Linked DNA regions of Sus scrofa: all the other regions are linked to region 3. The links are chromatin contacts, called in public Hi-C and HiChIP or PLAC-seq maps. All regions are on one chromosome and are shown on one strand. Each heading gives the region's core, a stretch centred on a gene start, on an enhancer-like site or on the middle of the called end of the contact. The rest is flanking DNA. Distances are from core to core; before and after follow the strand shown. Region 1 has its middle 210 kb from the start of HS6ST1. Region 2 has its middle 280 kb from the start of HS6ST1. Region 3 has its middle 59 kb from the start of HS6ST1.

Evidence for each region. A called contact is a pair of places that touch in the nucleus more often than the background predicts. HiChIP or PLAC-seq counts read pairs in DNA pulled down with a chosen protein or histone mark.
Region 1: a Hi-C map of liver shows a contact between it and region 3, with 2.4 times the contacts expected there. The contact joins two enhancer-like sites. A contact is called at or near these places in 9 of 47 Hi-C or Micro-C datasets (alveolar macrophages, fetal heart ventricle, heart right ventricle and 4 more) and 2 of 2 datasets of contacts at active chromatin or transcription factors (alveolar macrophages and skeletal muscle).
Region 2: an H3K27ac HiChIP or PLAC-seq map of alveolar macrophages shows a contact between it and region 3. The contact joins two enhancer-like sites. A contact is called at or near these places in 1 of 47 Hi-C or Micro-C datasets (embryonic fibroblasts) and 1 of 2 datasets of contacts at active chromatin or transcription factors (alveolar macrophages).

The regions. Positions count from the first base shown.
Region 1 is chr15:58,859,588-58,862,287 of Sscrofa11.1, forward strand. No RefSeq gene overlaps it. Among named protein-coding and RNA genes, the nearest start is that of HS6ST1, 210 kb to the right of the region's middle. Within about 2 kb of position 1,359, at least 2 of the 83 cell types and tissues checked have an H3K27ac peak or open chromatin away from gene starts, as enhancers often do. A contact at or near this core is called in liver, where this site is marked.
Region 2 is chr15:58,781,495-58,784,194 of Sscrofa11.1, forward strand. No RefSeq gene overlaps it. Among named protein-coding and RNA genes, the nearest start is that of HS6ST1, 280 kb to the right of the region's middle. Within about 2 kb of position 1,262, at least 20 of the 83 cell types and tissues checked have an H3K27ac peak or open chromatin away from gene starts, as enhancers often do. A contact at or near this core is called in alveolar macrophages, where this site is marked.
Region 3 is chr15:59,124,460-59,127,159 of Sscrofa11.1, forward strand. No RefSeq gene overlaps it. Among named protein-coding and RNA genes, the nearest start is that of HS6ST1, 59 kb to the left of the region's middle. Within about 2 kb of position 1,387, at least 52 of the 83 cell types and tissues checked have an H3K27ac peak or open chromatin away from gene starts, as enhancers often do. A contact at or near this core is called in alveolar macrophages and liver, where this site is marked.

The sequences.
Region 1 (2,700 bases), core at 109-2,608, 260 kb before region 3:
CACAGAACATTGAGTAAAGCTCTTGATGAGGGCTCTTTTCCTGATTGGGTCCTGGCCTTGTTTGGTGAATACATGCAGAGAGAGAAAGAGGAAGGAAAGAAGGAAGGAGGGAAGGAAGGAGGAAAGAAGGCAGGCAGGCAAGAAAGAAAGAAAGAAAGAAAGAAAGAAAGAAAGAAAGAAAGAAAGAAAGAAAGAAAGAAAGAAAGAAAGAAAGAGAAAGAAGGAAGGAAGGAAGGAAGGAAAGAGAGAGAGAGAAAGAAAAGGAAAGGAAAGGAAAGAAAGAAAAAAGATTACTGTCTCTTCCCTCTTCTAGAATGTCACTAATCTTGCTACAACCACCCCTAAGACTCAATCCCTGGCCCAGGAACTTCCATATGCCTGGGTGTGGCCACTAAAATGTGTGTGTGTGTGTGTGTGTGTGTGTGGGTGTGGGTGTGTGTCTGTGTGTGTGTGGGTGTGGGTGTGTGTCTGTGTGTGTGTGTGTGTGGGTGGGTGGGTGGGTGTGGTGAAATGGCACTAATCCTATCATGGGGAGCTCCACCCTCACAACCTAATTATCTCCCAAAGGCCCTGCCTGCAAACACCATCATCCTGGGAATTAAGGGCTTCAACATGTGAATCTGGAGCAGATACAAACATTTAATCTGCACAATGTTTTTAAAAAAGGGCAAGGTTTAAAAAAAAAAAAAGATTATCACTCAGTGTCAAAGGTACTGGGATTTGGATGTGCTTTAAAGTAGAGCCAATGGGTAAAACAAGTGTGAAAGCAGGAGAGAGCAGGGGTGGCCTGAACATTGGAGGGCTTCCCTGGGAACACTGAGGGAGGGGCGGGTCTGGCCCAGGTGGGATCAAAAATTTGGTTTTCAGGAGTTCCTGTTGTGGCTCAGCAGGTTAAGAACCCCACCTAGTGTCCATGAGGATTCAGGTTCAATCCCTGGCTTCCTTCAGTGGATTAACCAGTATTGCTGAAAGCTATGGTGTAGGTTGAAAATCTGGCTGGGATCTGGCATTGCTGTGGCTGTGGTGTAGGCTGGCAGCTGCAGCTCTGATTCTATCCCTGGATCAGGAACTTCTGTATGCCACAAGTGCAGCCCTTAAAAAAAAAAAAATGAATTTGGTTTTCAGACATGTTCTCTGTTGAAACACCTGATGGACATCCCTGTGGAGGAGGAAGTAATATGGGAAACACCAGTACTTCCATGGAATTGAAAACCAGGAGACTGGAGGGTATGGCCTCAGGCAAATAACAAAATCACAGTATACTCTTTAAGTCAGTCATGGACTCGCTTCAGAGAAGCAGAGCCCTGACCTAGTCTGAGGGCACAGCAGGTGACCTTGGGAAGCTGAGGCCAGGTGAGCCAGCCAAAGGAAGGCCTGGAGCAGGGTACAACACAGGACTTGCAAGGATCAGCAAAAGGCTGGTGGTGTGTGGATTCAGAGAGTCAGGGCACCGTTGTGAGAAAACACACCTCAGACCTGGGATTTTTATCAGCAGAGCTACAGGCAAAGATTGAAGAGTTCTAAGTAGCAAAGTGACATGATCCGAGGTGAGTTTTTAAAGGCTTGAATAAGCTGCTTTGTGGAGAATGGATTAGAGCAGCAAAGTAATCCATCCAGGTGAGAAATTACATGTTTGGACTAGAGGGATATCTGGAGAGATGGGAAAAGTGGTTAAGTCTGAGAACCGTGAAGCAGGCGATACAGGAGGTGATGGAGTATATAGAAAGAGAGGGAACAGGTTAAGGATTCCTGGGTTTGGGGTGGAGGATCATGCATGCCCTGAGCCTGGGGGAAGATAAAGGTGTCAGATTCAGGGAAAAGTCCAGCTCAGTTAAAGCACATTCAGCACCAGCACCAGAGACCCCATGTATCATAATGTCTGGTTTGGAGCTTAGGAGAGCAGGTTGGGCGAGAGGGAGAGCTGGCTCTGGACGCAATGCTGACTGGATGGCAGGTGAAGTTATGTGGGTGGATGTTGTCTCCCAAAGGAGTTACCCCTGAGTCAGGAAGGCTGAGAGCCTGGGAAACAGATGCCAGTGCTTAGGGGCCAATGGAAAAAGGGGAGTCAGGAAGGAGAGAGAAGAAAAGGAAAGCTGGGAGTATCCCAGCCAAAGAGGGGAGGGGATGCCTCAGGAAGGAAGGAGCAAGTGTTCTATGAGACCTGGTAAGATGCAAGGACCAATGAGCTGGACTAATGGCCATGGCCATTCCTGATGACCCCAGGGAGCAACACGTAGCAGAGGGCTGGGAGAACCAGAAGTGAGTGGGCTAAGGAATGAAGGGAAGGAAAGCAAACCAGCAAAAGTAGACAGCTCTATTAAGAAACCTATTGCTGGACTCTTTAGTAGACAGTAACCATGGCGAAAAACACCCTACCCTGGGCAATCAGTGTGCAACACAGTGGTGGGGGTGCTCCATACATGTGCTCCCTTTAACCCCACAATGAACCTAAGAAACAGTGACAAGTGTTCCCGGACCACAGCCAGGAGACTGAGGCATGACCAATGGCAAGGTTAAAGCCTCACAGTCTTTAGGAATATAGGGAGGGTGGTGTCTGAATTTGAACCCTGTGCTGAGATTAAGGCTGTGTGACTGTCCTGAGCTCATAACAAGGAAGGTGGTGGCAATGTGCAAAGGAACAGAGGCTCTGGCCTGAAGCAGGATCCTGGTCTCGGGTCTCTCTGTACCACCATTTCTAAA
Region 2 (2,700 bases), core at 12-2,511, 340 kb before region 3:
GCCCCACCCCCCATCCCATGTCCTATCTGGACTCCTGACCCACAGAATCATGAGCATAAATTGATGGGAAGTGTACACCACTGAGTTAAGGGGGCTTGTGACACAGCACAGGTATCCATCTCAGGTGCAGAGGTGGGAAAGATGTCATTCACGCAGGCCTGGAAGGACAGCAACTGAGGGGGGACAAAGGGGCTAGAGGGGCCTGAGAGGGCAGCAGAAGGGGACTCCCACCAGAACACACATGCCCCATTTTCCCAAGATGGAGGGCTGGGAGAAGAAAGGAGGAGGCACTGGGAGGGCAGCAGGGTCCAAGGCCAGCCCCTCCTGTGCTCTCCAGGGCAGGCTCGGGGACCAGAGCCCAGCCAGCCTGTGTAGCCACTGACCCATCTTTCCAGGGCCAGAGGCTGGGCACACAGGCCCAGGGGACAAGGCACTGCCATACAAGGAGGGAGCCTAGAGGAGACCACTGGAGAGGCCAGGTGGGGAGGTCTGAGGCCTCCAGCTCCCGGGCAGGAACAATTTTTCCTCCCAAGACCTGGAAAGGGCAGCAAGGGCCTCTTAGACCAGACCAGGACCTTTAGGGAGGGCGCTTTGGAGGAGGCAAACCAGGGCTTCTCCTGCGGGGATAGCCCTGGCCCCTCTGAATCTAAGCATTTACCAGTAAAGGTGGTGGCACCACCTTGGCGGTTAGAAAAGGCACTTATGCTAATTCATGCTTGCAGAGACTGGCTGGCACACCCCGAATGCCTGTTGCCTCCCCTTCCTGAGAACCAGAGAAGTCAGAGAAAGGAGGAGAAATCAGCAGCCCAGGAGGTCCTGCCTGAGGTGCAGGAAGCCTCCAGGACCTCAGGGCAGGCGACCAGCTGGGAAGGCACATGTTTACTCAGCATTATCCCTGAGGGCCGCTGGGGAGAGCTCGGTCTCCAGCAGTCCCTCCCTCTCCTAAGAGAACAGCCGAGTGTGTGGTCGGCCAGGCTGCATATTCCTATCAAGAGGCACATTTCCACATGCTCATCCTCAGCCTTCCTGTTGCAGAGGCACCACACATCCCTGCACCCTCTTCACACACCTCAGAGCCCTGGGTACTGTTTCTGGAAGGGTTCTGCAGGGGGCCTCCTACCCCCGAACTGCCCAGTGGCTCCCAGTGCTGTCATCCTGTACCCATGACTTTTTACCAGATGACTTATTCCATCACCCCACAACTTGCAGAGTTCATTTTGACGTAATTGTTTTCACATCCCCGGCTGCATGCCTGTGGAAAATGCAGAAGCTTGCAATCAGGAATGAGTCAGAGCTCCAGTTCCTGGGCACAGAGCAAAGGGCCCACACAAGCCAACTGGAAAAAAAGGAAGGAAGGAAAGAAAAGGCACCACAGAAAGCAGAAGGTCCAGTGCAGTGTGAAGGAACATATTCAGAGATTCCTACACTTGGGGTCGGAACCTGTGAGGGAGGGGCATTATTCTGCCTGCATTCAGTCACCAGCTGAAAGTAACTGAGTGAACAGAAGGGGATCCCAGGGGCTGGTGCCACAGCAGCTCAGGTCTCCCTAATGCCGAAGTCTACAAAAGGCTGACTTGACCCTGTCGAGCTCTTCTGAAGATGGGAAGCCCGGTGATGTTCACTCCACCTGCCCCGTGGCCAGCCATGGAATGTGTGCCTCTCCTGTGGTCCCCTGCTAGGCCATTGGCTACCACTTACCTGTGGAACCTAAAATATGGCGTAAGCAAAGCTATCTACAAAACAGAAATGGACATAGAGAACAGACTTGGGGTTGCCAAGGGGGAGAGGGAGGCAGGGGGATGGACTGGGAGTTTGGGTTAGTAGATGCAAAATATTACATTTAGAATGGATAGGCAATGAGGTCCTACTGGAGAGCACAGGGAACTATATCCAATCTCTTGGGATAGACCGTGATGGAAGATAATATAAAAGGAATGTATATATATGTATGACAAGGTTACTTTGCTATACAGCAGAAATTGACACAACACTATAAGTCAACTACACTTTATTAAAAATTAAAAAAATAAAAATAAAGCCTTTTGTGACATTTCAGGAAATTCTACAGTTTTCCCATTCCTAGTCTTCAATAGCTTTGACTGTCTCCTCCCACTAAATTCTTTCTCTTATCTCTGGGATTTCTCATTTCAAAGTCATGTAGCTGTCCATGATTACATGATTAAATACCAAACTTAGCCCCTTCTCTTGATCTAGACACACCCAAAAGGCATATACCATCAAATACATGCATAGGCCCTTCTGGGCAGCAGGGTTTTGGATCATCTGGGAAGACAGGTGGCCCCCTGTGACGGCATAGAAGCCCTTGCCACAGCGCAGTACATGTTCCTGGGCTGAAAAGTCTTTCAACCAGGCCATCCCAGGATGACTCTTCCCTCCAGTCTCCCTCAAGTCCCCACTCCTCAAAGCCAGTCCTTACCTTGGCTTAGGCAAAGCACCTCCACTCTGCATTCCACTCCTTCCCCAACCATCCCCCCAAAGGACTCGCTCAGGGCACCTGAAGCCCCTTCCTCCTCCCAGTTCTGCCTCCAGCATGGGGGTGGGGTGTCAGACAGTTAGGGTGCCTCTGGGTACTAGAAACAAAACAGTGACCACCATGGTTTTAAATGTGTGTTGTGTTTTTTGGCAAGAAGTCTGCAACTGAGTGGTTCCGAGACTCATTCTGTGGTTCCAACCCATCAG
Region 3 (2,700 bases), core at 137-2,636:
TCCCTCAAAACCACGTCCCATTGTTTCTCTGACTTTTCTCAGGCCCAACTAAACTTCATCAGCTGATCAACACTGCTGGGTGTAGATAAAAAAAAAATCACAGCCAAATTCCCCTGTAGAGTTTTGCCTCAGAGAAGAAACGCTGCCTATTAGTGGTCCAGAGGACAAGAGGAGCTTGGACCTCCAACCCTAATAGGGATGGAGTAGGATAGTTACTCCGGTAGTTTGTAGAAGTCCCAAAAGGTACCATAGATAGAGAGGGAAACCTAGGGAACTTTGGGAGATCACTGTGAGTTAATAATCACTTAAGAAAGCCATCGGATCGAAGTAGGCTTACCACAAATAAAAGCAGGAGATATGCCTTTCAGGTCATTACCCTTTATGACCAAGTGCAGGAGTTTAAGGACCGCTCTTCCGCTGATTTGAATAAGCACCATGACAGTCCTAGTTTGACCTTTTAGGGTCAAATACCCTCTTACCAGATACCAAAGAGGAGCTACTGCTCAAAGAAAGAAGAAGAGGCAGTCTTTTGCCACCCCCACTTCCCTTGGGTTATAAAACTGTCACCCAGCTACTCCCCAGGGCAGAGCCTCCTTGCCTGTCCACTTGCGCCTCTCACAAGCATCCTATCTTAATAAATCAATCTATTTCTTGCCTATCACTTTGTCTCTCACTGAATTCCTTCTGCACTGAGGCACAAGGAAGCCAAACCTCAGTAAGTGCAGACACTGGGTAAGTGATTCTAAATTAAAAACCATAGGTTCAAGTTCCAATCTGGATTCTGGCTGGGTAAGAATCTCTGCATGTGAGTTCAAGTCCTGGTCTGGGGTTCTGGCTGGGTTTGAGTCATAAGTGTTGTCATTTTCACACCTGTCCCTCCCTCTCCACATATCCAGCCCCTCTAGTTTCCTGTTTCCCCAGAGGGAGCTGGCAAACCACACACACCTGTGGCCACCCTGCCTGAGGGTATTATCAGAGGCAGAATCATCTAAACCACGTGTCTCTCTCAGATCCGGAGAGCCCTTAGCGTCTCAGAAATACCTAAAGTGTCCATTTATTGAGTAGACCGGTCCAAACCTTAACAAGTAAGTATATGGTAAGAACTTAGTAGCTGTTTGAAAGTCATGTACATGAATTTTAAGAGACTTTTTATTTCATTTTTACATAACTGCAACCATTAGTTATTAATGGGGTATGTGGACTTTGGGGGCGCTGCACAGCTTCTCAATCCTCGCAATCAGATTGTATGTAGCCTGCCCCAGGGTGACTTCCACATGGCACTGAAACTCAGCTTTACGAAGACAGGGTCATGGCTTAAAGGGCTGCAGTGTCGTCTGATGTGAAGACAGCATCTCCCAGCGTGTCCAGCAGAGGGCGCGCCTTCCCCAGAACTGAGCATGCGCAGCTAGCGCTTCTCCCTCCCCCGGGCTCCGGACTCCTGGCCCCCTGCCCCTCCGCCTGGGCCAGCAAGAATCAGGTAAAGTATGGAAGAACAGGAGGGTCCTGGGCTGGGACGTTGTCTAACCAGGTAGGAGCCTGCTTCAGGGGTCGTCGCTAGCATAGAGCACAGGCGCCGGGGTCCCTGCTCCCGAGACCCCACCTGTGCGCAGCTTGTTCCCAGGGGCCTGGGATGAGGTAGAAAGATGCCGCCTTAGGGCCAAAAGGGGACCAGTGGCGGGACGCGCTCCAGCCGCACGACTTTCTTAGGCCACCTCCGGGGGCGGACCCTGACAGACCGCGGGAACCGCAGGCAGCCCCTGGGCCACGTGACACAGAACGCTAGACGGAGGCGCTCTGGCAGTGAGCCAGGTGTGGTCCATGGTGCGGCTGCTGCAAGCCTGCACCGGCCCTGGGTCTGTCTCTGCGATCTGCAGTCCTAGGAGCCATCCCCGGGCTGGGGCCCCAGCCTCGAACACAGCTGAGGACAAAGAAGATGCTCTGCAAAGGCGTTTAAAAGAATTCAGAAAGAAGACAAAAAATACACAAGCCGTGTTCAAAGTATTTAGTTTTGAAGTGAGAATATAGGCTATTTTCTTGTGTTTCTGTATCTTTTAGACTTTCTAAATTGCGTAGATATCACCAGGATAAACGTTTTAAAGCAGTGGTTTACTCACAAAGCATTCCTCTCCATCTAGGAGGGCTAAAGTCTGAAAAGGAAGAATGCAAACTCCAGGGGCCTGGACGAGTTAGGTGAATGAGAGGGCAGAGCTGAACAAAAGGCAATAGGGAGAGGTGGGGACTACAGAGAACCATTTGCTCTGAAGGAAGCAGACCCCCTCCAGCTCCAGCTCATCTTTAATCTTAAAATCCTGAGGGCTGGCGGGTTTTACAGATAGGAAAAGGGGAGGGTAGAAGCAGCTGCAAGAAGCTCCCATGAGAGGGCAGGAGGTGCAGGAGAGCGGGGTGCTGGCGCCACCTGCCGTCTCCGTGGTTGCACCTTCCAATGAGCAGCACCCTGACCCACCAGCGAGTGACTGAGGAGTACTTCCACTCGCCACCGCCCGCCTCCTTTCATCTGCTCAGCAAAGCGAGTTGTCTGACCTCTCAAAGACTTTGTAAGAGGGGCGAGGGGGGCAGTGAAAACTCCTAGGAGGTGGCCTTGGGGCAGGGAAAGATTTCTTAAGGCAAAAAAGAACATAAACAAAAAAAAAATGCGCTTTTAAACTTGTTACAATAAAATTAAGATGTTCTGGTCTTTAA